Regions from separate parts of the Mus musculus genome. Here region 2 is linked to region 1. The links are chromatin contacts, called in public HiChIP or PLAC-seq maps. All regions are on one chromosome and are shown on one strand. Each heading gives the region's core, a stretch centred on a gene start, on an enhancer-like site or on the middle of the called end of the contact. The rest is flanking DNA. Distances are from core to core; before and after follow the strand shown.

What was found. HiChIP or PLAC-seq counts read pairs in DNA pulled down with a chosen protein or histone mark.
Region 2: an H3K27ac HiChIP or PLAC-seq map of epiblast stem cells shows a contact between it and region 1, with 6 times the contacts expected there. The contact joins the promoter of Tcf7 here to the enhancer-like site in region 1. A contact is called at or near these places in 1 of 39 promoter capture datasets (embryonic stem cells), 1 of 15 datasets of contacts at CTCF or cohesin (large pre-B cells), 1 of 484 Hi-C or Micro-C datasets (embryonic stem cells), 2 of 115 datasets of contacts at active chromatin or transcription factors (embryonic stem cells and epiblast stem cells) and 1 of 9 other capture datasets (embryonic stem cells).

Annotation. Positions count from the first base shown.
Region 1 is chr11:51,815,824-51,820,524 of GRCm38.p6, reverse strand. Jade2 (jade family PHD finger 2) reads left to right here. Exons shown (of 13, transcript NM_001357588.2): 12 at 1,897-2,028; 13 at 2,825-4,701. The coding sequence ends at 3,630. Among named protein-coding and RNA genes, the nearest start is that of Gm30110, 37 kb to the left of the region's middle. Within about 2 kb of position 2,559, at least 59 of the 459 cell types and tissues checked have an H3K27ac peak or open chromatin away from gene starts, as enhancers often do. A contact at or near this core is called in epiblast stem cells, where this site is marked.
Region 2 is chr11:52,279,750-52,284,404 of GRCm38.p6, reverse strand. Tcf7 (transcription factor 7, T cell specific) reads left to right here and starts at 1,391. Exons shown (of 11, transcript NM_001313981.1): 1 at 1,391-1,477; 2 at 1,627-1,693; 3 at 2,159-2,283. The coding sequence starts at 2,188.

The DNA.
Region 1 (4,701 bases), core at 1,310-3,809:
CACAGGAACATTATTTACACTCAGACGTTGAACATACACAGCAGAAGGCAGCTAGGTAGAGAGAGCTTTGGAGATATGCCTGCCGCTACCGACTCAGCTTGTGGGTCATTCTGGGACGTGAGAAGAGGAGGGAGTGCTGCTGCGAGTCTTCAGAGGGAATGGTTGCCCCTTTTCTGCCCGTAGCTGAGTTGCTCCATTTACCCTTTGGGATCGCCAGCATTCATCAAAGCCAAGTGTGGCAGTACATACCTGTAGAGGAGGGGGTCTGGAGGTTCAGGGATTTAGTACTGGCTGCTCCTCCAGTGGCTATGGCTTCAATTGCTGGCACCCATGTGGTAGCTCACAACTGTCTATACCTCCAGTTCCAGGGCATCCAGCGCCCTCTTGTGGCCTCTGAGGAACTGGGAATGTAGCTTACTTTATAGGGCATGAAGCCTCCCTGGGTTTGATCCCCAGCACTGGCTAAAACCAGATGGTGCAAACACACATCTAATTCTAACCCTTGGGAGGTAGAGGCAGGAAGATCAAGAATTCCAGGTTATGCACTGCTACTTAGAGAGTTCGAGACCATCCTGGACTATGTAAGAACCACTTTCTTACACATAGTTAGTTTACATAGGTGTTGTCTGCATATTTGTACATGTGATACATGTGTCCCTGGTGTCTGCCTATGAAGGTCAGATCCCCTGGGACTGGAGTTACAGATGGTCACGTGCCACCGTGCAGGTGCTGGGAGTCAAACCCAGCGTAATCAAAGGGGACAAAAAGAGAGAAGAAAATGACTGTTGCTAATGACAGAGGTCAGCGTAGGTCACGGCCCCATGGAACTGACAGTCATGAAGCCTACCCAAGTCCAGAAGAGAGGAAAGTGGGGTCCCAGGCTGTGCAGTCAATCATGGCACACGGGGTGGAAGCGATGAGGGGAACTCTACTGTACTTAGAGACCACACACAAGTGTCAGTGTTCAAGGAGGCTGAGGGCAGCACGGTAGGAATAGCACCTTCTGTCATGGTCTCCTATACACCAGAGGGTCTGCACCCTAACCTAGAGTCTGAGGACCCTTCAAGCTCCTTGTGAGTAGGAACCATTGTTAAGAGCATTGCATTGCCAATGCCTAAAGTTGATGCACATGGAGGAGAGAGGGGCTTAAGGAGGCTGTAGGGTAACCAGGGTGAGACATGGAGGGCTGTAACCAAGGTGAGACAGACATGTAAGGCTGTAACCAGGGTGAGACAAACATGTAAGGCTGTAACCAGGGTGACACATGGACGGTCTAGGGGCCTTGTAATACTAGGTGTGGGGTCTGAGTTACAGGCCGGGAGACTGAGGTCTAATTAGAGGCTCTGGGGACTGAGAAGAGCTCAGAACACAGAGCTCTGCCTTCTTTTGACATTATTCCCAGAAGCCTTCCTGCCTCCCTGCCCCTGCTGAGCAGCCGGGGACTCATCTTTTGCAGACCAAAGGGCAAAGGACCACATACAGAACCCGCACCTCCTGTCTTGTGCTTGGCTGCACAAACAGGACTGGAGGCTGAGGCAAGGAGCTTGGCTGTGGTGTCAGGCCCAGAGTCTAAGCCTCTTATGTCCACATCACGATTCTCTGCCCTATGTCCAGCTCCTTACCCTAGCATTTGGTCCATATAGCATCCAGTCACCTTTTCCACTCAGTAGAACTCTCCAGGGTCTGTGGGGTTTGTAGTCCAGTTCGTAGTGCACTTTGAAGTCTAGGTCCCACAAGGACTTATTATGCCTTCCTCTATCCTTCATAGAGCTGTGGGCTGCCCCCGCTGCCCCGGTTTCTGCCACACTGACTCTGACCTTGGTACCACTGTTGGTAGACCCAGTTGATAGACGACCCATAGGCAGCCACTCAGGTTTAACTCTTTCTCCAACACAGAGCCTTCTGGGAGGAGGTCAAAGGGCAAGAAGAATGATTCAAAAAGGAAAGGCCGAGAGGGTCCCAAGGGCAGCAGCCCTGAGAAGAAAGAGAAAGTGAAGGCTGGGCCCGAGTCTGTGCTGGGGCAGCTGGGTAAGTGAGGGGCCCTTGTGTCCTGGCAGACGCTGACTTTACCATTTTCAACTTCACCCAGAAGAGGGCCAAGCAGCGTGAAGCAGAGACGGACCGCTTAGGCCCTTCCTCTTCCAGGGCTCACAGTGGCTCCGTCTCACGCACAAGAGATCCCAAGACACTCTGGCTAGATAGAGCTCTGCCAGCTCTGGAGCTGCCCTTGCCAGGGTGCTGGATGCCCCCAGAGGTCCCTGGAAATCACCTCTATGCTGAGTGGGCAGGACTACACTGCTCGCGAGGTCTTTATCCCTGTTCCACCCTTCCTGAGTCTCCACCGCTCTTTGTGCCTTGCCCCCTCAACCCAGCCACACAAACCTGCTGACCTTTCTTGAGCCACCCAGAGACCAAGAAAAGTGACATCAGGTTCCCTAGTCACTGCCACAATTTATCTCAGTAAAACCGGGCCCAAAACTGAAGGTCCTGGCCACCCTGGGAGCTCGCTCTATCAGGTGTTTCCTGCAGGCTGTTGGAGGCACTGCCTGTAAAGATGCAGCGCCCCCTGCTGGCCGGTCTGCTCTTGCCACTGAAATGCTTACTGTTTGAACAAGGAACTAACTCACCACTTCCTCCTTTCCACTCCACAATTTAAAAAGCTGGTCCTGGGGTCAGCCAACCTGGTGAGCAGGGGCTGGCCTCTGCTACTTGGTGGCACTGGTGGGATGCGTGGACAGAACAGGATGGCTTGCCTGGGTGGGTCGGTTGTCTTGAGCTCACACACCTGTGGCATCTCACCTGCCTCCTGTCTCCCATTCATCAGGTCTATCCACCTCGTTCCCCATCGACGGCACTTTCTTCAACAGCTGGTTGGCACAGTCGGTTCAGATCACAGCAGAGGACATGGCCATGAGCGAGTGGTCTTTGAACAGTGGGCACCGGGAGGATCCTGCTCCAGGTCTGCTGTCAGAGGAATTGCTACAAGATGAGGAGACGCTGCTCAGCTTCATGAGGGACCCCTCGCTACGACCTGGTGACCCTGCCAGAAAGGCCCGAGGCCGCACTCGCCTGCCTGCCAAGAAGAAACCATCCCCGCTGCAGGATGGGCCCAGTGCACGGACCACTCCAGACAAGCAACCCAAGAAGGCCTGGGCCCAGGATGGCAAGGGGACGCAAGGACCACCCATGAGGAAGCCACCACGGAGGACGTCTTCTCATTTGCCGTCCAGCCCTGCAGCTGGGGACTGTCCAGTCCCAGCAACACTGGAAAGCCCTCCACCACTGGCCTCCGAGATACTAGACAAGACAGCCCCCATGGCTTCCGACTTAAATGTCCAAGTGCCTGGCCCTACAGTGAGCCCCAAACCCTTGGGCAGGCTCCGGCCACCCCGAGAGATGAAGGTCAGTCGGAAATCTCCGGGTGCTAGATCCGATGCTGGGACAGGACTACCGTCTGCTGTGGCCGAGAGGCCAAAGGTCAGCCTGCATTTTGACACCGAGGCTGACGGCTACTTCTCTGATGAGGAGATGAGCGATTCTGAGGTAGAGGCAGAGGACAGTGGGGTACAACGAGCTTCCAGGGAGGCAGGGGCAGAGGAGGTGGTTCGCATGGGGGTGCTGGCCTCCTAATTCACCCAGGCCCTGCCCTGGTCCCCCTACAAGGCCTCAGCCCAATCACAACTGCCATTTCCAACTGCTGAGTGTCTCAGACCCACCACTCTGTCGTGGTTTTATTTTTAATATAGAGAGAGTTCTGAATTCCACCCCGTTGTCTTTCCTCTGTGCTGGCCTAGGACATTAGGATTCCTCCCGTGGCCCCGGCCACGGGGGACTATACCAGGTTCTATGTGCCACCCCGGTCCCAGCCCATGCCACATCGCTGGGCTTCTGGCTTGATGTAGACAAGGTGAGGGAGAGAGCTCAGGGCTCCTGCCCACTGCCATTGGGTGACACAGACTGTCGTTTGGGCATTATTTCATGGCAGATGGGCCATCCCAGGGCCTGCCCCGCCTTGTCCCCCCAGGTTGCACTGGGGTCCATTTTGGGTGGGGAGGTGTCCTGCTGCACTCCGCTGATCCGTAAGGAAGTATATAACAAGTGATACCCAGCCAGTCTATTCACTGTCACAAGCACAACGAGTCTCTATGAGAAAGCACTGAGGGGGCGCAGGGGGCCCACTGGCTCCTGAGTAGCCCACACCATCTGAGGCCCGCCCTCCCGCCCGCCCGCAACCCCTCCTCCCTTGCTGCTCTGTCCCTGCCAGTGCCCAGCCCAAGCAGCTCTGAGAAAGGGTTCCCTGGATCCTTCCTGAGCTGTGTTCTTTACTCAGGGGACTCCCCAAACGGTCCTCCCCGTGTACAGGTGGAGGGCTCCAAGGGAGGGCCAGTGCCCAGCCCGGGACTTGGGGCTCAGATCAGCCCACTGCAGAGAATCACTCTGGGGCTCTAACTTCCTTCTTTCTTCCTTTGGGGCCAGTCTCGGCCACAGTCTTGCCGTCTCCATTATGGAGCTGGCCAGACCAGACCGTTTGCCTTTTGACGTTTCCTAGTCCTGCTAAGAGATGAGCTTCCTCTTCGGTTTCCTGGTGGAAACATCCTTCCAACAAGTGTAGTGGGATCCCGGGGCCCAGGGCAGGCCGAGGCTGGCCTGCTGTGGCTGGTTGAATGTTGCTGGATCTTCCTGGATTACTCTGTCCCTTAG
Region 2 (4,655 bases), core at 142-2,641, 470 kb before region 1:
GCCGGCTTTGCGCCGCTGCCAGGGGTCCTGTGGGGCCGGGAGTCGGAGAGGCGGCCAGTGTCCTCCTTCACAAATTACCCACTGTTGTTTCAACTGCTTTCCCAAGAGGTGGAAGAGGTCTACATTGACTCCAACACCGAAACGTTCTTGAGGCGGAGGTGTGCGACCTTCAGTTTACTGCATGGCTATCCAAAGGGCCTAGTGTCTTACAGAAACAGTGATCGGTCGTGGTGAATTCGATGCTGGGTGCCAAGGAGATGCCACTGAAGACGCGGCCTTAACTAGCGTCTGAGTCAATGGGCTCCGGATGCAACTTCCCAGACTGAGCAGCTGCCTAAAGACCCCAAGAGAGAATTTCGTGACCCATGTGGCCGCCGGAAGTCTCAGTTCCTGGACAGCAGGTTCTAAGCGTCGAACTTAGTTGAAAAAGTCATAGCGGGCTGGAGAAACCACGTGAGTGGCCACGATCCTTCCTCGCCTCGAGCCACCACATGTCATATATTTATAGTGTTTGATTTGCACATGCAACAACAGGCAGGAGCTCAATAAATGTGTGAGGCGCTAATGCTTGTGTCTATGTAAGCAGGCTGTCTGGAATAAGGTCCCTAATCGGCACAGGGATGATCAAAAGGGCAGGTGTTTGTGTGTGTGTGTGTGTGTGTGTGTGTGTGTGTGTGTGTGTCAGGGTCCATCTAGTATCCCGGGGACGTAAGAAGCCTCCAGATTGAGCAAAGGACGCTGTTCACACCAAGGTTCCAAGTCATCCACAGGTTCCACCGGTCTAAGGAACCACCTTCTCCGCAACTTGGACGCAAGTTGTGGCTGTATGATAGTTAAGGAAATGGAGTTCCAGAGTTTAGTAATGGATTTCAGGTTAGAGAATAGCTGGAGAGCGAGCCCTTTAAGATTATTCCCAGTGGGCCTGTCCCGGTCTCTCCAGGGAGGGGAGGGCGGGGCCTGGGACGTTAGCCCCTCCCACCGCGGCCCCGCCCCGGCGCCCGCCCCGCCCCCGGCTCGCTGCCCGCGGTGCCTTTGATGTTCCGACCCGCCGGCTCCCAAAGCTGCTGTGCCCCGCGCCCTCGCCCCGCGCCCACTGGCCGCTCAGGCGGAGTCAGCGTGCGCTCCGCCCGCCGCGCTCCGGGCTCGGAGCCCCGCACCCTGGGCTCGCCGCCTTCCCGGCCGGCTCCGCGCCCCGCACCCGGCGCCCCGGCGGGCGCAGCGCACCATGCCGCAGCTGGACTCGGGCGGGGGCGGCGCGGGCGCAGGCGACGACCTCGGCGCGCCCGACGAGCTGCTGGCCTTCCAAGACGAAGGCGAGGAACAGGACGATAAGAATCGCGACAGCGCTGTGGGCCCGGAGCGGGACCTGGCAGAGCTCAAGTCCTCACTGGTGAATGAGTCCGAAGGCGCGGCCGCAGGCGCCGGGGTCCCGGGTCCCGGCGTCCGAGTACATGGAGAAGCCGAGGGAGCGCCCGAGGTGAGCCCGGCCCGCTCCTCCCCGGAGGACCTCGTCCCGAGTTGGTAGCGTGCGGACCCGCCCCCCCGCGCCACGGTCCTCGTGGGTCCCATCTCTGGAGCCCCTCCTGTTCCCTCCGCTCCTCATGGCCCCTCTGCTTCGCTCTGCAGGCCCTGGGACGGGAGCACACTTCGCAGAGACTTTTCCCGGACAAACTTCCAGAGTCCCTAGAGGACGGTGAGTTTTTGCGCGGCTGGGGAAGAAGGCGCTAGAACCGGGGGTGGGGGTGTGGGGGGCGGGTTTCCCGGGCGCCGCTGAGCTGGAGTCACTTCCGGTGCCCTGACCTTTATAGGAGTAAACAGACCCCCGCCATCTCCGCCTCCCCTCCAGCCCAGGTGACTGACTAATCCTTTGCCTTGAGGAGCAAGCCTTGGCTAAGGTTCCCAAGCAGGAGGGTGGGGTAGGGAGTCAAGTCCCGGTCGCGAAGTGGAGGTCTGGACTCGGGGGTCTTTCCTCAAAAACTTGCCTTTGCGGATATTTCCACCCGTTCGGAGGTCGCTGTTCCCTGTCAAGTCACGAACTTGAAGGGGACCCCTTGGCAGGGTTTTTTTTTTTTTTTTAACCCCCCTCCGGAGCAGACAGCCTTCAGTCCTTAGGAGCAGCTGGCTGGGCTGGTGTCTGACCCAGCTGTGGTTTTTCCAGGCCTGAAGGCCCCGGAGTGTGCCAGTGGCATGTACAAAGAGACTGTCTACTCTGCCTTCAATCTGCTCATGCCCTACCCACCGGCCTCCGGAGCAGGGCAGCATCCGCAGCCTCAACCCCCGCTGGTAAGTGACCGAAGCAGTCAGGCCCTGTAATGGGGCTGGCTACCTACTTGACCACACAGGTGATGCTTGGACAAAAAAGGACTTCTCTGCCCAATTCCTAGATGCTCTTGCCCAGTTAACATCCAGAGGAGTCTGACCCAAAAGGAGATCTCTGAAGGAGCGCCCCGGCTCCAGTCTTTCTCACTTGCTTTTGACCTTTGTCTTCCCAACTTGCTCAAGCAGGTGCCTGTGTTGGCCCACGGTGGGGTTGAAAACGTTTTTGAGCTGAGCCCATGCCATTCCCTAGCGTGATGTGCATGCTCTGAGCTAGAGCTCTGTGGTTAGCTTTTTTTTTTTTCCTTCAGAGAAGCGAGGGAACTCGGGTGTGAGAAGACTGGGTAAGAGACCTAATCTTTTCCGTTGCCCAGTTCCACTGTGTCCTGACTGCCGTGTATAAGTCCTTGCCGAGGACCCATGCCACATGGTGTAGGTTTTGAGCGGGCTGGGCTGCTCTCGCACACACAAGGAAAGGTTTGCTAAATGTAGGACAGATCAGGGTGTTGGTTAGGGGTCAGCAACGTGAATCAGTGTCAGGCTTGGCGACACGGCTGTATTCATCATGAGCCATGGCTTTGGCCCTTCAAGGCAAGCAAAGTGTGAAGGGCTGGTTCTGAGCTGGGTAGCAGCCAAATATGACTTTTGAAAAGTTCTGGGGTTCCTGAAAACTACTGGGATTCCAGAGTGTCCTCAGTCAGGAGTTAGGGTGTACAGGAAGCATGGAGGTCTGTTGGGTGTCGCCGTGAGCCCAGTGCAGGTTGGAGCCCCGGGGTAGAGCCTTGGATGGCGAGTGGCAGACCCATGCAGAAGGCTCCCCGGTAGGGGGCTAGGATAGGGAGTCTAGGCCTCTTAGCCGAGGGAGACCTGGTAGTCTTTAGAAGTGGACTCCATTCTTTACCTGTAAGCTGTGTGTGTTGACAGAATGGTCTGTTTGTCTGTCTGCTTTTCTGCTCTGGGATGGCTTCTGTCTGTCTGTCTCTGCCTTTCGGCTCTGGGATGGCTTGGTAGATGAGGTGCTTCTCTTGTATGTAAAGAGGTGGCTGGCTCCTGACACTGCCACTTGACAGTGCCACATGCTCTAGATAGAGACTTGTGCCCTGTACAAACAGTGCTTAACCAAGATAACCTTTTAAAATCCCCTAATGGGTGTAAAGCCATCTGGGGGTCAGTTGGCAGAACCTACCCCTTTGAAGTCACTGGCAAGCATTGTCTGGGCTGAGACTAGGCTCACTGCGGTAGCCATGATGAGACAAAAGGCAGAGCCCCCAGAACCTTGCTGGCAAGGTGGATGTTCAGGACTGTCCAGCCACACGGGGAAAGGGCAGTGTGGTTTGGAGGTTTACTCACAGATTTAGCCAGAGACATAAGCTGCCCAGAGCTGCCGGAGGTGGGCATGAGTTAGCGGTGTGACTGTTCAGCCTGAGGGTAAGGGTGATGGATCTCAGGGAGGTCCAAGAGCAGGAGAATGGTGGGTTCCCACAGTCAGGACCATAGTCACCTAGTTTAGGGCTCTGCATATTTTGCTTTGGGGGTCCTTCTCAAGCTACAACAGATGAATAACTACACGTCACTGTCCCCCTGCCCTCCTTCTCAGCCACTGCCCTCATCACTGCCTTCTGGTAACATGGGAGAGGGAGAGTAGGCTCTGGTACTGACTTTCCTGGCCATGGTATCAGCTGCTGAGCAGAATAAGAAACAAAGACAGAAGCAGGGGCTTGTGCTGGAGGGGTGCTGGGTTAGGGACATAGATGTGTAGGAATGCAGAGAGACTATTCGTTATATATGTGTGTGTGTGTGTGTGTATGTGTGTATATACACAAGTGTGTGCATGTGTGTAATGTATATGAGGGCAAGCACACCCCGAGGATAACTGAAGTTGGCTCTCTCCGCTGTGACATGAGTTCTGAGGCTGGAACTCACCATCAGGCTTGCACAAGTCGGTTTAGCTGCTATGCCGTCTTCCTGGCCCAAGAGAGAGTCTCTAGCAAACCTGAGAGACCGCGCAGCAAATAAAGGTCAAAAAAGTAAAAGTAGCTGGCAACTCATGAAGGACTGTGGGTGTTCCGAAGATAGTTTGGTTTTACAAAGCAAAGTTGGGTCATCCCATGTTTGTGGGGAGCACATTGTCACCTGACTTCAAGGCTCACACGTGGTCCTGGGAACGACACCCTCATTCTCTTAACAGGTAAGGAGTGTCTTGCAAGGACCTTGGGTGCAGGGAATCTCTTGCCCAAGCTGAGCCTCTCCCACACTTCCTCTGTAGAAAGACAGGCAATATGCCGGTCATCCCTGCCTATTGGCCTTGGAGCTAGGCCTCCGCTCTTTGCTCAGCCTGG